2 separate regions of the Zea mays genome follow, and region 1 is linked to region 2. A link is a contact called in public Hi-C data. All regions are on one chromosome and are shown on one strand. The core of a region is the stretch at or near the end of the contact, and the rest is flanking DNA. Distances in the headings are between cores, read along the strand shown. Region 1 holds the start of LOC103643608 (protein DETOXIFICATION 40). Region 2 holds the start of LOC100284137 (sec20 family protein).

Evidence for each region. Hi-C and Micro-C count contacts between places; a contact is called where the count stands out from the background.
Region 1: a contact with region 2 is called in a Hi-C map of leaf, with 4 times the contacts expected there. The contact joins the promoter of LOC103643608 here to the promoter of LOC100284137 in region 2. A contact is called at or near these places in 3 of 25 Hi-C or Micro-C datasets (ear, leaf and tassel).

The regions. Positions count from the first base shown.
Region 1 is chr1:251,127,016-251,130,854 of Zm-B73-REFERENCE-NAM-5.0, reverse strand. It overlaps LOC103643608 (protein DETOXIFICATION 40), which reads left to right and starts at 1,868. Exons shown (of 7, transcript XM_008666772.4): 1 at 1,868-2,336. The coding sequence starts at 2,076.
Region 2 is chr1:250,927,929-250,931,525 of Zm-B73-REFERENCE-NAM-5.0, reverse strand. It overlaps LOC100284137 (sec20 family protein), which reads left to right and starts at 1,966. Exons shown (of 8, transcript NM_001412745.1): 1 at 1,966-2,104; 2 at 3,451-3,597. The coding sequence starts at 3,459.

The DNA.
Region 1 (3,839 bases), core at 619-3,118, 200 kb before region 2:
TTTCCAATCTAACGCGTGGTCAATTTTTTATAAAAAAAAAAGGAGAACAAAAATTTAGTAAAATCAACTTAAGGCTATTTTCAATAGATCCGCGAACGTGGAAAATAAGAGGTCGCATGCAACGGCTCACGTTTCCAATAGAGCGAGGATGAAGACACCCAAAAGGGACACTAGCTGTCGTCGTATTCTAAAATCCACGGATTCTCTCATCTCGATTTGTATGTCCGCATACGTGCATGGCTGGAAGGGGCATTTCTTTTGAGCGTTCGTATCGCAGCAGCTCATTTTGCGCGTCTGTATCCATAGACCGTCCTGTCTGCTGGTACCTGTATTATATACTAGTGTAGTAGACTGTAGACATAGACTCACCGTCTTGTCACGCCCCGGCGGCCGATCGGCTCATCGGTAAATGTGCAATATAAATTTAGTGATATTGTAAAGATTTAAATTGGAACTTCTATAGCAGACACTCAGCCTACTTTAGTTTGTGTTTTGACCAGGCTAAAAAAACTTCAGGCTGCCCGCTCCGCTGCAACGCTGCTTATATACATTTAACTTTACCTGGCTGGTGGCTCGATGCCAATCATGTGGTGACATTTTTTTGAGAGAGGCCAGGCGTACATTTTGCAACTTTGCAGGCCGTGGCTGTTTGCTGCGCGGGCGACAAGCGTTCGTGGCGTATGTGCAACGTCGCATGCGACTAGGGCGTCGGGATCCTCTTGGCTGCGTCCTCGGATTCTACTTTGGTTTGGGTGCTGTAGTAAATTTAATTTTTGTTTGTTTAAATAAAATTCACTCTTTTTTTTTCTATCTCTCATGCGTGTTTTTATTCTGAGGGAGTGTGTGTTCCTCTAAAAGTTTAGTTTGGATCACGTCTTTTAGTTTTTATCTATATTAGTTAGTTTTTATAAGTACACTATATTTAATACCTGTAAAAAAATATTTGCCATTTACTATTTAAAGTCTGTCAAATAAAGTCGAATATGTAAAGGGTCAGATCAATCGCTAACGTGACATTCCACCTAAGGCCTTGTTCGATTATTCCAATTTCATGTGGATTGAAGTGTATTAGGATGGATTGAGATGGATTTTGACTTGCTATGGATTTAAACCGACTCGATACCACCCAGTCCACATGGATTAAAGGTGAAACGAACAAGCTCTAATAGGGGGAGGGGGTCATGTGACCTTTGAAAAAGTTTATAAACCTAGATGACACACTTTACATCGTTAATGGGGGTTTATGTGACCTTGAATGAATAGTACATGGACATAGATAACACCCGAAATTGTTTATGGACTGTTGATGCACTTTGCTCAAACTAAAATTGAGGACACCTAAATTTTAGTAAATCTCCATAACAAAAATAATGTATATCTAGAAAAACCTAAATGTCTTATAATCAAAAATAAATTCCGTAGTACTATTCTGGTCCCGCTTGTTATTGAAGAACATTTGATATTTTTTTGGGGTGTAAACACCTACGCACGGAATATGTTTTGTACAAACTAAAACGCACGGGTGTATTTTCTACGAAGTATAAGTGTACGTCACAGGAATAAAGCAAGATACGACACGCGGGACAATTTGTCATCATGGCGCAATGATAAGTAAAGGCGAAACATGCTAATCCAAGAGAGAGAGATAGTTAGAGCTGTGTTGTTTTTATATCTAGCTAGAGCTGTTAGCTTAGAGCAATGTATTTATGGGACTGCTGGCAGATGTATTTATTACAGAACGACAAAGAAAGTACAACAAACGTAGTACTTATGGCCGGGTTGAGGGAGTAGTATTATGGGACGACGGAGGGGAGTGCATCCAAGCGTGCATTTACTGTTTCCAGCCGAATTCGCTAGATTGCGAGTGTTTGTCATTTTCTAATCCATTTGCAGCAGTAGCTAGGCTGTGGTGCAGAACGTTTCGGCGGGGGGCGCAGCGCAGTGGCTCGAGCACGAGGCCGATAAATTAGCAGCCCTCGGCCTTGGAAATGGAATCCCAAGGCATAATTTAGCTACTACCCCTACCCCCGCGCATTGGTTCCGTTCCATCCCAAGCTAACACAGGCATCGTATATATGGCGGGCGACGACGGGGCGGACGCGTCGGAGCGGCTGGAGAGCATCCTGACGGCGGAGGCGGCGGCGTCGCCGTGGGCCGCGGCCGCCATCGAGCTGCGGCTGCTGACGCGGCTGGCGGCGCCCGCGGTGGTGATGTACATGATCAACTACCTCATGTCCATGTCCACGCAGATCTTCTCGGGCCACCTCGGCAACCTGGAGCTCGCCGCCGCGTCGCTCGGCAACGCCGGCGTCCAGATGTTCGCCTACGGCCTAATGGTACGTACGCCACAGTCGCATACTGTATCGTCTCTGGCTGCAGCAGCATGTAGCTGCAGCTGGGTTTATTTCTCCTACTTTCGCTTGCCTTGCTTTGCTTTGCTTTCGCCGTCGTGGATGCGTAGTTGTCCCTCCCGATTCTCCCCCGGGCTCCTCGATTATTAGACTGTTTCATTTCATTTACCAAGCCACTGTGGCAGCAGACCCACGTTAGAGAATCTGGCGCTCCGACGTCCGGACAAAGCTTCGTGCGCGCTCCTCGTGCCGAACCGCTCCGCCCGATCTCTGTTTCACGCGCCCCCTAAGCTCGCCAGCAGAAACCACGTCCCCCACGCCTCTGGATACGCGCCACGTCGTTCCACGCTAAAATATTGGCTCCAAAATATAAAAACATTTGCAACGTAAAGTCCCAAATAGCTAAAGCATTTAAAACACGCACTTCTAACGTAGTACGTATAAATACATTTTTGCCGAGCGCGAAAGACTCGGTAACAAAAATACACTTTGCAAAACGTCGTCAAAAGCCGACTCTATGACGGCCGTTACTTATGTCGAGTGTCTATATAAGACATTTGACAAAAGTCTTGTCTTTGCCGAGTGTCAAAGGGAAGACACTCGACAAAATTTATTTGTCTTTTTTTTCTTCTTTTTTCCAACTTTCAAACACAGTGTTCACAAAATATGACCAAAAACTTGCAATCCAGTTATTTTAAAGTTGTATAAAACACAAAGTTAAAAAATCATGAAACTTGTCGAAATGTCATAATATCATATGTAGCTGTTGTGATAAAAATTTGACAATGTTTAATGAAAGTTGTCATGTACAAAACTTGTGCAACCTTTACATGAAATCATAAACCTTCTACATAGATTATTGTATTTGTACACAGACACAACGTACATGACAATGACAACTTTTACGAAACATCGTGAAACATTGTCAAATACTTGGTGTTGATTTGTGAGATACATGGTGTTGGTGATATTTATATTTGTGAAACTTGTTAGTGTGGTGCTATTTGTGAGATATGTGGTGTTGGTGATACATGTGATGATTCTGTGATATATATGTGACGCCAATGATATATATCTTTTGTTTGTTTGGTGTAATAACAAAAACAAAATAAAAAGGGGTTCTCTGGGCACTTTACCGAGTGCAATGACCATAGCACTTGGCAAAGAAGGCACACCTACGAACAGATAAAACTTCTTTGTTGAGTGTTATGGTAATGACACTCGACAAAAAGGCGTCTTTACCGAGTGCCATAATGACACTTGGCACAAAGCCGACGCTTAGGGCCCACGGAAGCTATCTTTGCCAAGTACCTGCTAGCCTAACACTCGGCAAAGAAGGAATCTTTGCCGAGTGCTAGCAATCAGTGGTGAAGACACACCCCGGGCCACCAGGCCCATGGCTCGGGGTGTGGCCGTCGCCGTGCTGTCCTGTTGTGCCCCGCCGTCGTGCCCCACCGCCACCATGCCCCATCCAGTGTGTGGTGCCCA
Region 2 (3,597 bases), core at 717-3,216:
ATTGAAAGGGAAATGTACCCCTGTGACATTTATATAAGATTTTGGTGATTAAGTGCTCCACACAAATGCTTTGAGTAATATTTATGCCAAAGACTTAAGAAGTGCAAATCAAGAGTAAAGGTACGTTTTTAAGACTTAGTACATTGTTTTGGAGACTAATGTATTGTGTCTAAGTGCTAGAAACAGGAAAAGACCAATTTGGAAAAGACTTGGCTGAGCAGCCAAGACTCTGTGCAGTCTGGGAGCACCAGACTGTCCGGTGGTGCACCGGACAGTGTCCGGTGCGCCAGGCTGGCGTCTGTCAACTGGCTGCTCTCGGGACTTCGACGGCGGTGTACGACTATAAATCACCGGACTGTCCGGTGAGCCAACAGTCGGCCGTGCAATCTGCGCGAGACACGTGGCCGAGCCAACGGTCAGAAGGGGGCACCGGACTGTCCGGTGCGCCAACGGCTCCAAGACTTCAACGGTCGGCTGCGCCAGAATAGGAAGGAAATCCGCACCGGACTGTCCGGTGCGCCAGTCGACAGAAGGAAAGATTTGCTTTCCTGGAATGCTCTCAACGGCTCCTAGCTGCCTTGGGCTATAAAAGGGACCCCTAGGCACATGGAGGAGAACACCAAGCATTCTATAAGCATTCCTAAGCACCAAGACTCCAATTCCGCACATTTGATTCTTTGTGATAGCAACTAGAGCTCCATTTGAGTAGAGAACTCTTCGGGTTGTGTTGTGAGCTCAAGTTGCGACTTGTGTGCGTGTTTGTGCTCTGATTTTGTGTCTTGTGTGCGTTGCTCATCCCATCCTTACTTCCGTGCTTCTTTGTGAACATCAAATTGTAAGGGCGAGAGGCTCCAAGTTGTGGAGATTCCTCGCGAGCGGATATAGTGAAGCAAAGCAAACACCGTGGTATTCAAGTGGGTCTTTGGACCGCTTGAGAGGGGTTGAGTGCAACCCTTGTCCGTTGGGACGCCACAACGTGGAGTAGGCAAGTGTTGGATTTGGCCGAACCACGGGATAAACCACTGTGCCTATCTGTGTTGATCTTCTTGTGGTTATTGTGTCTTGCAAGAACTCCTCTCTAGCCACTTGACATTATTGTGCTAACTCCTAATCAAGTTTTGTGGCATTAAGTTTCAAGTTTTTACAGGATCACCTATTCACCCCCCTCTAGGTGCTCTCAACTAGAAGCACACAATCCTGATTCTAGTTCTAGGCTCCAGCAACACACTGCACATGACACAGTAAGCAACACATGTCATAGTAACAACAACACTTAGGGTATTTCGGGTTTATTGGGTAGTTCGGGTACCACGAGCTATCACCTGATTAGGCCCAAACTTAATTTGGGTATCCAGTTTTGTTACCCGCTTAAACTATTCGGGTATCGGGTTTCGGGCTAAACGGGCACGGGTTCGAGTATTTCGGTTTTTGGGCTTCGGGCTTGAGTTTTATGCCTAGATCTAGGGGTAGCGCTGCAGGGCAAGGGGAGGGAGTTGTAGCCGCTAGCAAGGGAAGGGGGCTGCTCAGCGGAGACCGCTGCGGCCAGCCTTACTGAGCAAGGGTAGGGGGTTCCTGCGGAAGGGGCTCTAATCTCCCCCTTTCACTAATTAGTCCATTTAATTGCAAAATTAGTATATTTTTAATATAATTACCAGATAATAATGTGTATTATGATACTATAGATATGAATAATATTTTTTTTAAACTCTAAATATTGATGTATAAAAGACAAATATCTCAGTTAAAGGGTAAAAGAGCTAAATAGGGTGGAATGGTTGGAGAGAAAGACAAATATGGAGAAAATAATTGACGGAAAGATATTAAATATGAATAGAAAGTAAGAATATATAGATTTGGCTGGATGAATGGTTGAAGATAGTTTTAGATATTTTAGAAATATTATTTCTAATTTAATGCTTATGTTTTGGTTGTAGGTTTTATAATAGTCGTTTGACTTTAATCTGTATCAATTTCTCCTCCACCAAGTTCCTCCTCCCTTCGACTTCCTCTCCCCCGTCTGGCCGTGCAGCCCCGGAGGCGTCACTGGGCAAGGAGGCTGGGGTGGGGACCTCAAACGCCATGGATGTGCAGCCCTAGGCACCAGGTACAAAAACGAGCCATATGTTCCCAGTTGCCATGCCATCCATTCAGAGTTTCAGACGGCCGCGTTCACCCATCTTCCCCCTTTATTTCTCCTGTTTGCCTCACTACCTCTCTCGCCTTTTTTACCCCCTCCCAACGACGACTAGGCGACTACCGCCGCCGGTCTTCGCCGGCGACGAGAGCCCATCAGGCTGCACGGGCCTTCTCTTCCCTAAATTATGTGCGAAATCGAGCACTCGAAACCTTAACATGAGCCATCTGTATCGGTATCTGACCCAGTTACAAGTATATACATGGTACCTACTCCCTCCGTCCCCAAAAAAAATATGGTTCTTGTCCAGATTCAAAGCTAGAATCACATTCTTTTTGGGGGAGAGGGAGTTAGTTTTGAGGTTTGTTTTGGACAGAAATCGTAGGCTCTGTACTGGGTCCGCCAATAGTACTTGTTCCAATTTCTGTGCAGCGACGAAATTCTAAGCTGGTATTACATATATACACGCCAAGTAATTTGACACTGAAATGCAATCTTTGCTAGCTGAATGCCTGAATTTGAAATTCCATTAGGCCCGTTTGTTTCATTGGAATTGAATTCTATTCTAGTAATCATAATTTAGACACAAACCAATTAAGTTAACACATTTCAACATTTGTATATATAATGTATTTGTATATTATCCAAAATTATATGATAGAGATAGCTATACACTACACTTATGCTATAAGTTGTACATTAGAAAAGTAGCATGTAAATCTATCGAATCAATTTTTATCTCTCGTCCCATGAATTTGAGATAGGCTTATATATAAACTTTGAAAATTTGTGTAATATCACATTCTAAAAAATAGCCTACTCCATTAGTTAGATTCTAATTCCTCAAAATGAAGGGAAACAAACGGGGCCTTATGGTTTTTGAGTGTTTGACGGAGTTCCTTTTAATTTTGGTTCTGAGAAGGAACGACACACACATACATGGAAGAGATGGAGTGGGAGTAATACATGTTTTTTTTGGTATTTTTAGGCTATGACGTTTTTACTCATCAGCATATATTTGGGGCTTAGGATGGTGGTACATGCTGTGTAGTTGCGTTATAATTACTTCTTTCATTGTAAGGAATATGGATGTTTTACATCAACCCTAAATGTACTCCACATGCCATGGATATTCGTTTATGCACTGCTAAGGAAATCCTCCTCCATGAGGATTTTTTGTTCCTCCAGAAGGAACTTAGTTTTTCAGGAGTGCACTTATTCATGTATCAAGACTAAATTCTGTTTATGTTACAAGTTTTCAGTTGTCCTTTTTTCACATGCCATCATGTTAAATCTGCTGATTTTGATTCATTAAGATATTAGGATGGATGGAGTCACACAAGCTGTTGAAAATCTTAAGAAAGAATGGGGCCAAGCAGTTTCACAGCTTGACGAGAACATTACTGCAATCAAATCATGTGGAAAAACAGGGAAAGGGACAGAGGAAGCAAATTCTCTTCCAA